Linked DNA regions of Triticum aestivum: region 1 is linked to region 2. The links are chromatin contacts, called in public Hi-C maps. All regions are on one chromosome and are shown on one strand. Each heading gives the region's core, a stretch centred on a gene start, on an enhancer-like site or on the middle of the called end of the contact. The rest is flanking DNA. Distances are from core to core; before and after follow the strand shown.

Region 1 (6,690 bases), core at 2,353-4,852, 400 kb after region 2:
CCAAAAAATAGTCCATACCGAGATACGACTACTTTGTTAGACTCAAATACTAGCTTAAACCCTTCTTTACATAGAAGGGAGTCACTAACAAGATTCTTCTTGATGGCGGGGACATGCTGCACGTTCTTCAGTTGCACGATCTTTCCCGAAGTAAACTTTAGATCTACCATGCCAACACCATGAATAGAAGCATGCGAGCCATTCCCCATCAGGACGGAACAATCTCGTGCGACCTGGTAAGAAGAAAATAAAGACACACCAGCACACACATGAATATTGGCCCCGTGTCAACCCACCAATCGGTGGACTGACAAACTGAAAGTATGGTAAACAGATTACCATACCCAGATGCCGCATCATTGTTGTTCAGAGTGACATTGACAGACTTGGAGTCCTGTCCTGACTTCTTGTACTTGTTTGGGCACTTGTTTGCCCAGTGTTCCTCTGAACCACAAGTAAAGCAGCCATCTCTCCTTTTGTCTTTCTTCTTACCCTTCTTCTTAAAGGTAGTATTCTGCTGGACATAGTTCTTTCCCTTGAACTTGTGGAAGCTCTTCTGCACCACATTGGCGCTAGAAGAACCCTCTGCCCCTTTCACGTGTGAGTCCTTTGCTCTCAAGTTTTGCTCAACAGTGAGATGACCGATGACATCCTCAACAAAGAATTCACGTCTCAAGTTCTTGAGAGAAGTAGCAAAGTTCCTCCATCCAGGAGGGAGTTTTGCAATAATGCAACCCGCAACAAAATTTTCTGGTAACTCACACTTCAGGAGCTCCAGCTCCTTAGCGATGCACTGTATCTCATGAGCCTGGTGCAATACAGAACGGTTATCAACCATCTTGTAATCATGGAACTGCTCCATGGCATACAGTTTGCTCCCAGCATCAGTTGCGCCGAACTTAGCTTCAAGCACATCCCACAAGTTTTTGGCAACACGCATATGGAGATATGCGTCAACCAACTTGTCTCTGATCACAGTAAGAACGGCTCCCAAAAAGATAGTGGTTGCTTCCCTAAACGCCTTTTCCTGTTTAGGAACAATCATTTCTGTGGGAGACACAGCAGCAACCCAGAACACGTTCATTGCTGTGAGCCACAAGTTGGTCCTTGTCTGCCAACGCTTAAATTGCATCCCAGTAAACTTTTTCGATTTCAGTAACGCAGCAAAGCCTTGAATCGAAAAGTGCCTAAAATAAGGTTTTTGGATTGTTGGAAATATTAGCGCTTTTCCAATTAGACTAATCCACGAGTAAACAATAAGTATGGCAAATACGGTATTCACCTCATACCGATTCCTAAGCATACTAGCACGTATAGAACATAGAAGCAGGCCATCTATGAGCAGCACATATACGGCTAGCAAAAACACGAGTAAATGAGGGATGAACAGATCATACCCTCTGGTTGGCGAGGCCAACGCAGCGGCGGCAGCGGCAGCCTCGGCTTCGTCCGTGGCCTTCTTCTTGGCGGCAACGTCGTCGGCCATGGTGTTGATGCAGGGGAAGTAGTGGAAGCAGAGGCTGGCAGAGCTGGGGACGGATCGGGAGCAGTCGCCTCGAGATGCTCCCCAAAAACCTTATTGCCGTTCTCTCGGGCAGGATCTCAAACGGCCGGGTTCCGGAGGCACCTGCTCTCCCGACCAACCGTGCACGCGATCGTCGGGATGGGATCGCCGGAAGCAGCACAGAGCAAGGAATAGTAGATGCCGACTAGGTTACGCGAGAGGGAGTGAGTGAACCGAACTAGGTCACTTCACTTGACAGAGCCTTCTTATATAGTCCGTCGGGCAGGAAGTCATGGGCCTGGACGGAGGCCCACGACCGAGTCGACGCACTCCCCGGCAAGGGAGTGTCCCTCTCCCGACCAACCGTGCACGCGGTCATCGGGATGGGATCGCCGGAAGCAGCACAGAGCAAGGAACAGTAGATGACGGCTAGGTTACGCGAGAGGGAGTGAGTGAACCGAACTAGGTCACTCCACTCGGCACAGCCTTCTTATATAGGCCGTCGGGCAGGAAGTTGTGGGCCTGGGCGGAGGCCCACGACCGAGTCGACGCACTCCCCGGCAAGGGAGTGTCCCGGCAAGTGTCGCACTCTCGGCAAAGGAGTGACCCGGCAAGCGTCGCACTCGCGCGGCGGAGGAGGAGGAGCGCGCGTGTACCACTCCTCTTCCCAAGCTCCCAATGGCAAGTGGTAGAGCAGCCCTTATAAAGGGGTCTCAACTCTCCTCAACTAGCAAGGTGGGACTAAACTTCCCACCACCTGCCATACCATACATGGGCCTCAAGATTACTAGAAATCATTGTTCATATGTGCCTAAAACCCATCCATGATTCAACAGAGTTGTGGGCGCTGCGACGTCAAGGTCAGAATATCCTATTTGACGCTCGTTGCGTCAAAATGTCGGGCAAACACACATGCAACCAGAGGCGAGCGATTTAAATGGGCCGGCCTGTTTAACACGTTTCATAGATCCCGGTTTTGGGAACTTTCTAGACTTTCCGAGAAGGTTCCCTGATCCGTTTTTTCTTTTTCTTTTTCTTTTTCTTTTCTCTTTATTCTTTTCTGTTTTCTTTCTTTCTCTGTTTCAGTTTAAAAAAATGTTTTGAATTCTCAAAAAATGTTCACGATTTTCAAAAAATGTTCTTGATATTTGGAAAATGTTTTTGCTTTTTAGTAAAATTTTCTTGATTTCAATAAAATGTTCTTGATTTCCAGAAAATGTTTTGAGATTTCAAAAAATGTTCTCCAAATTAGGAAAATGTTTCTGCTTTTTTCAGAAAAATGTTCTGGATTTTCAAAAAAAATTCTCATTTTCAGAAACGTTAGGTATTTTCAAAATTTGTTCCTCAAATTCGAAAAATGTTTTTGATTCTTAGAAATTTTTTGTGGATTTGCAAAACAAATGTTCTGGGTTTTTAAAAATTGTTCTGGATTTTCAAAAAATGTTATTATTTTTCGAAATTTGTTCTCAAAATTCATACAATGTTCGTATTTTCAAAAATTGTTCATGTTTATGAATTTTTTCAGGATTTTTTTGAAAGGTTTTCATTTTCAAAGTTTGTTCTCAGGATTCAAAAAATGTTCGTGCTTTTAAAGAATTATTCATGCTTCCAAATTTGTTCGGGGTTTTTTTAAATGGTTCTCATTTTCAAAATTTTCTTCTTAAGATTCAGAAAAATTTCGTGCTTTAAAAATCTTTCATGTTTTCAAAAAATGATTGAGAAATTCAACATTTTTTAGTTTTGATTTTCAAAAGAGAAAAAAAGGAAATAAACAGAAAAGAAAAAAGAAAAAAAAAGAGAAGAAAGTTACTATCTGTTCTTTTTACACAAGGAAAACAATTGGGCCGGCCCAGTCGGTGCGAACCCCTGTGCGTGCCCTCGACGCAGAGAGCGGCAGGTAGGAGCTCCCGTCAAGGTCCAGCTCCGACGAGGCAGCGACCGCGGAAGATTGGGGCGGCCACCGGTCGCCATGCCTGGCCAATTTGGGCGGGCCGACCCGTTGTCCACGAGCGCCGCCTGCGCCTGCCAAGCGCGACCTGGGCTGTGTGGGGCGCGCCTTCACGTGCTGGTACGATACGGGCCACCGAGCCTGCCGCGGGTCAATGGCGGTCCCCGGATGGACGGGCGGTTACGGCCGTGCCCGGCGACACCAGTACGTACGTACGTACTCCGCCGTCGGACCGCAACAGCGAGCATCCTAAGCTAGTAGCTAGGACTGAGCGTACGAGCAAGCAGCAGTGCATCACCGTCACCATGCATGTACTTCCCCCGTTTTTATTTACTCTGCATATTAAGGTTGACTGAAGTCAAACTTAGTAAAGTTTGACAAGTTTATAGAAAACAATATAAACATTTATCATAATAAATCTGTACGACGTGAAAGTACATTCAACAATAAATCTAATGTTGTTGATTTGTTATTGTATATCTTAATATTTTTGTTTATAAACTTGGTCAAAATTTGTAAAGCTTGACTTTGACCAAAGCTAATATGCAAACTAAATAAAAACGAAGGGAGTACTATCACGTATGGACGGGACAGGAGTGCTGCGGCCTCGTGCGTGGTACAGTTTGTCTGGTATCCATGGCTCCCGCATGGGCGTGGGTCGTGCTACATCACTAGTTCGCCACACCATGGTCCTTGTTTTGCGTACACGCGACTGCAACGAAGGGTGCATCCGCCGGCAATGTGTGTCTATACAGATGGAAGACGATCGGTTGGACCAAATGTGTGCATGTGTTTATAGAAAATGGGTGTGCGTTCGTATTGTAAGCCCTGCATTTGTACTGCATTTCTTATTTAAAGAAAACAGTCGGCCCATTTTCACATGTGCCGACATGCAATAACCTACGCTGAACTGAAAGACTTCTGTACTTTTTCACATTGTCACTTTGTCACAGAGAACTGAAAGACTTCTGTACTTTTTTTTGTAGGGGTAAAAGGACTTCTGTACTTAGTTGGAGGTGTGGACGGCTAAAATTCAGGCCCACTGCGTAACCGCAAATGCTATGTCTCGCTTAAAGCGACGGGACCTCCTATAGGGCGCCCTCAGCGCCGCGCAAGGGATCTGGCGCCCACAGCAGCGGTTGGATGGGCCGGCCCACGATCACGCAACGCGAAAAATGACAGCCAAAAATTCCTCCCAACTAAGATTCGACCTCCTGCTTCCACAAGCTGAGGCTAGCCACTGCACCAACTAACTACTAGCGAATATTCACACCGCGAAAGTTTAAATAAATAGCAAATAGACGTGCTATTTATTGCACAATACACTGTGGCATTTATACATTTTAATTATTGAAAATATGTTCAAATATTACGGATAGAGTTCTTGAGCATGCAAAAAAAGTCCGCGTATTCAAAAATAGTTCTGAATACACATTGAACATTTTCTTAGTATAGGGTGAACATTATTCAAAGAAACACATAACATTTTTCTAAAATATGCTGAACTTTTTTTGAATACATGCCGAACAAAATTTCTCTACACGATGAACATTTTTATATACACACTGAACATTTTTTCAATGTCTGGTGAACAATATTCAAATACACATAGAACTTTTTTTTAAATACGATGAACTCCTTTCGAATGCATGTTGAACAAAATTTCTATACATGATGAACATTTTTTTATGCACACTGAATATTTTTTGAATGTATTGTGAACATTTTTCTTCAATATGGTTAACAAAAAATTGGAATTCAGAACTATTTTTGGAACGTGAACAAAATTTGGAATTTCGAAAAAACATTTTCTGAAAAGTCAAACGAAAAATCTGAACATATTTTGGATATTGAAAATAGTTCATCCAATTCGAAAATATTTCATCGAATTTAAAAAAGTTCATTGAATTTGAAAACAAATTCATCGATTTTGGAAAATGTTCATGGAATTTGGTGAGAAAAGTTCATCGATTTTGCAAAAAGTTCACCGAATATGAAAAAAGTTCATCGATTTTGAAGAAAACTTCATCGAATTCGAAAGAAAGTTCATAAAATTGGAAAAAAGTTTGTCAATTTTGAAAAAGACAGAAAAAGGAAAAATAAAAGGTAAAGGCAAAAAGAAAGAACAACAGAAAAAAAGAAAAAAGAAAAACACGTGAGAAGTAAAGAGGAAAGAGGAATTAGATAATCACAGAAGGTGCCTTGGCTGTGTTGCTTAGTGCTTTCTAGGAAGAACACCGCGGCGCTGGTTCGATTCCCCGTCACGCCCTTATTTTTGCAGCAAAGTTCAGGAAACGAAAAAACATGAAATGGGCCGGCCCATCGCGGAGAGAGGGTGTGCACCCGTTTGTCGAAATAGAAGAAACGGGCGCAACGGGCGCCGTTTAGGAATTGCCGAGACGCTAGCATCCGTTTCGCTGAAGCCTTCCTGCACAGTGTGCGTGTATGGGCCACCAAATAGCATATTACTCGCTCGTTTCTTTTTCGTTCTTTTTTCTTATTTCTTATTCGGTTTCTTTATTTCGTCGTTATACATTTTTTTTGTGTTTTCTTTGGTTTCTCTTTTGTTTCTTTCATGGTTTTCATTGGTTTTTCTGTTCTTTTTTATTTTCCCTTTTTTGCTTTGATTTTTTTTCATGGTTTGCAGCAGTTCTTTTTTGTTTTTCTTTGTTTCTTTACCGGGTTTCACTGTTTTCAGTTCTTTCTGCACTTGTTTCATAGGTTTATCTTTTGTTTCATTCATGGTTTTCATTGTTTTTTCCTTTTCTTTCTCATTTTTCTGTGATTTTTTGTTTCTTTCTTGGTTTTAAATAATTTTCGTGTTTTTCTTTGCTTCTTTATCGGTTTCCACTATTTTCATTCTTTTTGCACTTGTTTCTTTGGTTTTTGATTTTATTTTTTATCTGGTTTCTCTTTTGTTTCTTTCATGGTTTTAATCGGTTTTTCTTTTCTTTCTCATTTCTTCTTTTTTCTTTGATTTTTTCTTTCATTATTGGTTTTAAATGTTTTTGTTTTTTCTATTGGTTTTCACTTTATTCCATTCTTTTTGCACTAGTTTCTTTGGATTTGTTTTTTGTTTCCTTTTTTATTTCTTTTTTATTTTCGGTTTCCATTGTTTTTTTAAAAAGATTTTCTTTGTTTCTCTTGGTTCACATTCTACATTTTTGTATATGTGAAGAATATTTTATTAATTCACATTTAACACTTTTCGACTACAAGCTTAACATTGTTTTAATAC
Region 2 (6,927 bases), core at 1,055-3,554:
AAACTTTCAATCTATTCATCTTCAATCATGGTAGTACAACGAGCACTAGAAATAATAAAAATTACATCCAGATTCGTAGACCACCTAGCGACGACTATAAGTAGTGAAGTGAGCCGAAGGCGCGCCGCTGTCATTGCCCCTCCCTCGCTGGAGCCGGACAAACCTTGTTGTAGTAGACAGTCGAGAAGTCGTCGTGCTAAGGATCCATAGAACCAATGCACCAGAACAGCAATCGCCGTAGATGAAGAGGGTAGATCAAAAGTATCCAACCTGAAGACACACGAACGAAGACGAACGACGAACAGATCCGAGCAAATCCACGAAAGACAGATCCGCCGGAGACACACCTTTACACGCCCATCGATGATGCTAGATGCATCACCAAAAAGGGGGCTAGGCGGGGAGACCTTTATTCCATCTTCAGTGAGCCGCCGCCGCCTTGCCTTCCTGAGCAGGACACAAACCCTAACGAAGCTCGAAAAAAGATGTAAAAACGGAGCCTTCCCACCGGCAAGGGCCGAGATCCAGTCCACCTCCATGGCTCTAAGGCCATCGGAGACGGGATGGACCGGCGCCGGCGGGAGGCAGAGAAACCTAGCTTTTGGGAGGTGGCAGATGGCTAGGTTGCGTAGTCGTCGCTTCCTTCTTTTTCTGATATGGGCTTCATTTATGTGACTAGGAACTTATGATCTCCTTAAAAATACACTATTCCTTCTAAGGTAATCCTTAAATGCAGTAAATAAATAAACACGAAAATAAATAAAGGATGATGCTAGGCGCCGGCGCACCGGTCTAACTTTTCGGCCGGTCAGCCCGTGGCCGTTTGATTAGCACAAGCACAACCGTCAGATCTGGAACTGTCCCCGTCCTCGCCTCATCTTCAACCTCCTGCATGAGGAAAAAGGAGAGGTAAGAGAGCGCCGCCCCCGCACGCGCCGACCGCCTCGCCTCCTCGTCTTCCCTCACCACCGGTCGCCGCCCTCGCTGTCGCTACCGGATCGTGCCACCGCTGGTACCGTCCTCCTCGTCACCGCACGCAGAAACGTCCGCATAGCTCGTTGTCGTGCCGGTTGCAGCAAAAAAAAGGCCCACGCCGCCGATGGTAGTATCTGTCGTTCTCGCTGGTTGATGCAAATAAACAGGGCGCTGCCTCTGCCGTCACAACTCAGCCGTTTGCCGATGGTAGCAAAAAAAGCTGCCGGTTGTAGCATTCGGGTGGCTGCTTGTAGCAAAAAATCTTCCAGCAAAAATAGGGTGATGTTCTATCAAAAACCAAAACAACGGTGGTAGCAAAAATCGAAACGGGTTCCAGCAAACCAAAACTCCATTGGTAGCAAAAATGCAAAATTGGGAGTTCTTCCAACAAAGCAAAAAACGGTGGTTGTAGCAAAAATTAGTGCTGCTTCCAGCAAACCAAAACGCCATTGGTAGCAAAAATGCAAAATTGGGTGTTCTTCTAGCAAAGCAAAAAAGGATGGTTGTAGCAAAAAAATGGAGCCGCTTCCAGCAAAGCAAAATGCCACTGATAGCAAAAATGCAAAATTGGGTGTTCTGCCAGCAAAAGCAAAAGACAATGGTTGTAGCAAAAAATGGGGCTGCTTCCAGCAAATCAAAATGCCGGTTGTAGCAACTGGTACGAGGGTAGCGCCGGCTAGCCGGAGTGAAACCAGGGGTGGGGGTAGGCTCCTAGCACGCTGGATGTAGGGGAGCTGAGCACGCCGCCGGCCGCAACACCAGCGCATTGCCGCAGCTAAGCACCGCCGCAGCTCCAGTGCGCCGTCGATTGCTGCTCCAGCACGCCGTTGGTTGCAGCTCCAGCGCATCACCACGGCTCCGCACTTCCTGGATGTGGTGGTGGAGAAAAGAAACGAAGAGAGAGAAGGCAGGGAGAGTTGAGCGGTGGAAAAGATGCAAGGGGATGGGAACGAGAAGATAAGGTCACTGCCGCTTTTCTTATGGGGCCCGCACGAGGACACGTTTAACGTAGCCACGGATGGTTGCGTGTCGCACTGGTCAGTTCGATCAAATCAGATCCAACGACGCACGTGTGTCCGGCGCCGCGTTCGGCCGGTGCACCGAGTGGAAAGGTTTCCCATAAGGAAGAGGGAGCATGTGGGGCCGAGAGGGCACGTGGGCCGCATGATTGCTTTCGATCGTACGTGACCGGCCGAACGTTCCGCCGGCGCGCAGCAGGGAAACGTTTCCCATAAATAAAACATACTTGAGTGGCCTTAACGAGCAATGGGCCAGTTCAGTTAAGGCCCAGTTATAACCAGCTGCTACAACAAGTGGAGTGGACTCGTGTCGTCGCTCCAGTCCTCTTGTCTGGCTGTGACCTGGTCGGGCCGCCGCCTCCTCTCCACCTCCTCACACTCCGCCACCTCCGCACCGCTCCACCCCGCCGCTCCGACGACCATCGACGAGGCGAGGAGGCGATCGTTGCCCGCATTCCTCACCGGAGACCCCCGGCGGCGCCATCGGACCCGGAGCCCGCGCCATCCTGACCAGGCACCGCCCGCCGCCTCCCCCTCCGGCCCCGTCCACGCTCGCGGCCGTCGCATCATCGCACGTGAGCACGCTCTCTCCCCGGCTTCCTCCCTTCTCTCTCTCGTGGCTAGGGTTTCGCTCCGGAACGGGGATGCCGCCGATTTCGCGGGACGTGTGTCCGCTCCGTCCGTACGTCGGCCGCCCTAAAATTGAATGCTTTTTTCTGGTTCGCAGGGAGGGAGCTGTCTAGGACTTGGCCGGGTGCTTCCGCTCTCCAGGCAGTTCAGGAACAATGGCGGTGGTAAAGCCCTCATCTCCTCTCCTCTCCTCGATTCCGATTCTTTGTCGTCACAGCCGAGAAGAGACCGAGTACACTTAGCTGGTTTCCTTTTCTTCATGTTGTTAGATCAGATGTGCTGCAATCTTGCTGTAGGCAATGCAATTTCCTCTGCAATCTGGAGACTTTGGTTTCTGTAATGTTTTTTTTTTAGGATTTGCAAAATGTGATCTTGGACAACGGCAGCAAATTCATTCTTGAATGCGGCCACATGGCGAGGTTTCCATGTCTAGTGGTGGCTAGCACTTAGCAGTCTTTAATTTGGAACCGCTAGTGATGATTCATGCTATGGTTGCGATTGCATGTGATTAACCGTGCACGGGGTTTTGACATCTGTGGGACGACGTAAATGTTCGGTTGGATCGTAAAAGGTGCCAGTTTTCTTTCTGTTTAAACGCGTTCTAGACCTTATACTAATTGAAAGTGGCTGTGCTAGTTTCTTGTCTGAGGCTTCACTTGCGATGTCGCATGTCTGTTGTCGGCTTGTGGCTCGGTGTGTTATGCCCTTGCATTATTTCTCTTCTCCATTGCTGGTGGTTTGCTTTCGCTGTTATTCTGTGCGTTTGAGTTGTGTTGTCACTCATGTTACAGATAGTGGACTTGGTTAGCGATGATGATGTGTTCGAATTGGACGAGGGCAATGATGGTCAGGTTGGGGTCTCGTCTTATCCAGCCCGGAGAAACGCGGATGCTCCTGGCCCGTCCAGGCTGGTGAGGCAGGTAAGTGATAGAAGTGGGTGTCTTTAAGCACAAGTGCACAAGAGCTAGTCATTGCTCGTATACGGTTATTATGTTGTTATGACTTTGATCTTAGTCTGATGTTTGTTACTGATCTGAAGGACGCTGATGGGATGGCCAACGGGGCAACTCCTTCTGCCTCGTTAGTTGGGATGTATGTAGAAATGGGTTTCCCGAAAGAGATGGTATTGAAGGCCATCAAAGAGATTGGTAATACAAGTAGTAGTCAGTTCCATTTGATCATTTCATTCGTGTTGTTGATGTTTTGCACCTTCAGTTTTTAACCTTTTGTTTTGCTTTCAGGGAAGAGGGACGAAAGTGCAGTGCTGTCACTACTTCTTGCATATACGGTATTTGTTGATGTGCTCCCATATCTGAGTTGACCTCTTGCTTCATGGCGGGAAGGACAGTATGTTAAGATTGGTCATGTGAAATGCAGGAAGATGACGACTCAGTGGGTAGCTGCTCTACTTCTCGCCGCATCCCCCAGCGTGTTGAAGATGATGATGATGATGATGAAGAAGAAGATGATGATTTTGATTTTGAAGACTGGGATGATGATGTTGATGCTGGCCAAAGGGATCCTCACTCTGATGGTTCTGGTGATGAGGTACATACTTACTTATCTTCAGCTTGGTAATAGAATTTCTTTGATTATGTGGATTGTGATATATATGTACATGTGAAACATTGTTGATCTGTTTATTAGCTGGTATGATCTAACGTATGAGACCATGAGTTGTTTCCATCGAGTATGTTGAAATGTGTCTAGAGGGATGGAAAATTACTAGCTACATAAGCATTAATCACTTTCATGATTTATGGGTTATCTAGATATGTTTTCACTTATTTAGGACGCTGCAAACACATTTATGGCTGCTCTAGGTAGCTGTGTCAAGTAAGCCGATGAAGTACTGGACTGAGTTCATGCACACAAGAATAACTCTTGTATTATACATCTCAAACGGCATTGCAGGACATCAAATCGAGCTCTTAAATATTAATTTTGTGAACCCCCCATCTCCTTTCTTCAGGTCTTGTGCATCATGTTGTACAATTACATTCACTACTAGTATGTAGTTACTAGTTACTTAGTTGGCATCAAAATGGGTGGTGAGATGTAGAAAGTGCTTTCTAACCTCTGTTTTGCTGTTCTTTTGTGCAGGAGTTCCTACAAGAGATGTCACAGTTGGACAAGCAAATCAAGTCCTTAGTGGACATGGGATTTCCTGAAGATGAAGCAAACAGAGCTCTTAGAAGATGTGGTATGGCTCTCCTTTTGTAGTTGTTGGCTTGATGATTAGGCTTTGTTGATCATACTTTAATGGGATGGTACCTTATGCTTTATATTTTGTTCAAACTTGGCCAGGTCTGGATACCCCTATGCATGTACTGGTTGATTCTATCTATGCATCACAGCATGACCCTGAGGTACATTGCAGTTTGCTATACATGTGAATAATAATGGTTTCGTTGTTAATTTCGATGCATTGACACTGGAATTCGTTTGCAGGTTATGGATGAGAATCGCTTCAGTTCCTGTGTGGGGAGAAAGAAAGCAAGGTTCACAGAAGATAGCAAGAAGAGGAAAAGATACGGAGGTGGAGCACATGGAAGTCAACCCCCATGGGATGGTGGTCATGAAGAGTCAATTTCTCTGCCAAAGCCAATGGTGGGATTTGGCCTACCTGGTGACCGACCACGGTCAGTGGGCAGATGGCTTCCTGCACATAGTATGAGAGCACCTTTCTTCTATTATGAGAATGTGGCACTTGCTACTAAAGGTGCCTGGGCAGAAATTTCAAGATCCCTATATGGTATTGAGCCAGAGTTCGTAGACTCGAAGTACTTCTGCGCAGCGTTAAGGAAACGGGGTTACATCCATAACCTCCCAACTGAGGGAAGGTCAGTTTTGCGTCCCATCCCTCCGAAGACCATTTTCGAGGCCTTCCCCCAGTACGAGACGTGGTGGCCCTCGTGGGACCAAAGAAGGCAGCTCAATTGCCTACAAACTTGTATGGCAAGCGCAAAGCTGACTGAACGGATCCACCGTGCTCTTGCAAACTCGACCGATCCACCAACTCAAGCTGTTCAGAAACGTGTGCTGGAAGAGTGCAGGAAGTGGAATTTGGTATGGATCGGGAAAAACAAAGTTGCTGCATTGGATTATCTGGAAATGGAGTTTCTGCTTGGTTATCCAAGGGACCATACCAGGGGAGCCAGCAAGAAAAAGAGAGACAAATGCCTTGGAAATTCATTCCAAGTCGATACTGTTGCTTTTCATCTGTCAGTGCTGAAGGATAGGTTTCCATGTGGTATGAACGTGCTGTCCCTATTCAGTGGTATCGGAGGAGCAGAGGTTGCCCTTCACAAGCTTGGCATACGGATGAAGACCGTGGTTTCTGTGGAAATCTGCGAAGCGAGTAGGAACATCTTGAGAACTTGGTGGGATCAGACTCAGGATGGCACTCTGATAGAGTTTCGTGATGTGCAGTCTCTCACGCATGAAAAAATCGCATCACTTATCAGACAACTTGGTGGCTTTGACTTGGTGATCGGGGGAAGCCCATGTAACAACCTTGCCGGCAGCAACCGGCACCACCGTGTTGGCTTGGAGGGCGACCAGTCTGTGTTGTTTCGTGACTATGTTAGAATCTTGAACTCTATCAAGTCGATTATGGCGAATGTAGGATGATGATTGCATTCCATGTTCTTCTAGTCCTTATCCTTAGAAACCCTACTTCATTTAGGTTTGGAACATCAAGTAACTGTGGTGAAAGTTTATTTTGTAGACAGACCGGATAAACTTGGAGCTCTGTGTTTGATGCTTATAACTATTTTATTACCTGCTGGCCTTCATTTGGGAGAAGTTCAATTTTTGCTGACAGAGAAGAAACTTGTTTTGATCTTTGTGAATACTGAATTTATTGCTTTCCGATTCATTGTGTTTTCATTCTACACTTGTGGGTGGTTATGGTAGGGTTGGCAATGTTGCTCTGCTCCTTTGCAGAGCCTGGGAGAGCAGGGGGAAGGGCTGGCAATCTGCTGCAAAGTCAAAGTGCGCATGGAAAGGTACATCTCAGAGCTTTAGGGAAAGGACTCATGTGCTGCAGATAGAGTTTCTTCCCTTTGCAGAAATAGAGGCTAGCTACTGCATTACCTGGAAAAAATTTATGTGCTGGGAAATTGGAGAGTGTAGCTCTGTATTTTAGTGTTTCTTCCCTTGGTTAAAGTCCATTTCTTGCATTTGTTCTCCTTCCTGTGGCTTTGATTTGTTTAATCAGCTGAGATGCGTTCGAAATGTTGTGTTGATAATCTTAATACGTTCAGTTTCCACCAAACAAGCTTTCGTGGAAGACATGTTA

What was found. Hi-C and Micro-C count contacts between places; a contact is called where the count stands out from the background.
Region 1: a contact with region 2 is called in a Hi-C map of leaf, with 3 times the contacts expected there. The contact joins the enhancer-like site here to the promoter of LOC123094345 in region 2. A contact is called at or near these places in 4 of 5 Hi-C or Micro-C datasets (leaf and an unstated tissue).

Annotation. Positions count from the first base shown.
Region 1 is chr4B:37,174,334-37,181,023 of IWGSC CS RefSeq v2.1, forward strand. No RefSeq gene overlaps it. Among protein-coding and RNA genes, the nearest start is that of LOC123090861, 120 kb to the right of the region's middle. Within about 2 kb of position 3,603, at least 7 of the 8 cell types and tissues checked have an H3K27ac peak or open chromatin away from gene starts, as enhancers often do. A contact at or near this core is called in leaf, where this site is marked.
Region 2 is chr4B:36,776,763-36,783,689 of IWGSC CS RefSeq v2.1, forward strand. LOC123094345 (DNA (cytosine-5)-methyltransferase DRM2-like) reads left to right here and starts at 2,305. Exons shown (of 9, transcript XM_044516371.1): 1 at 2,305-2,569; 2 at 2,722-2,788; 3 at 3,416-3,544; 4 at 3,664-3,772; 5 at 3,866-3,912; 6 at 4,002-4,172; 7 at 4,728-4,827; 8 at 4,932-4,993; 9 at 5,076-6,411. The coding sequence starts at 2,780. The coding sequence ends at 6,257.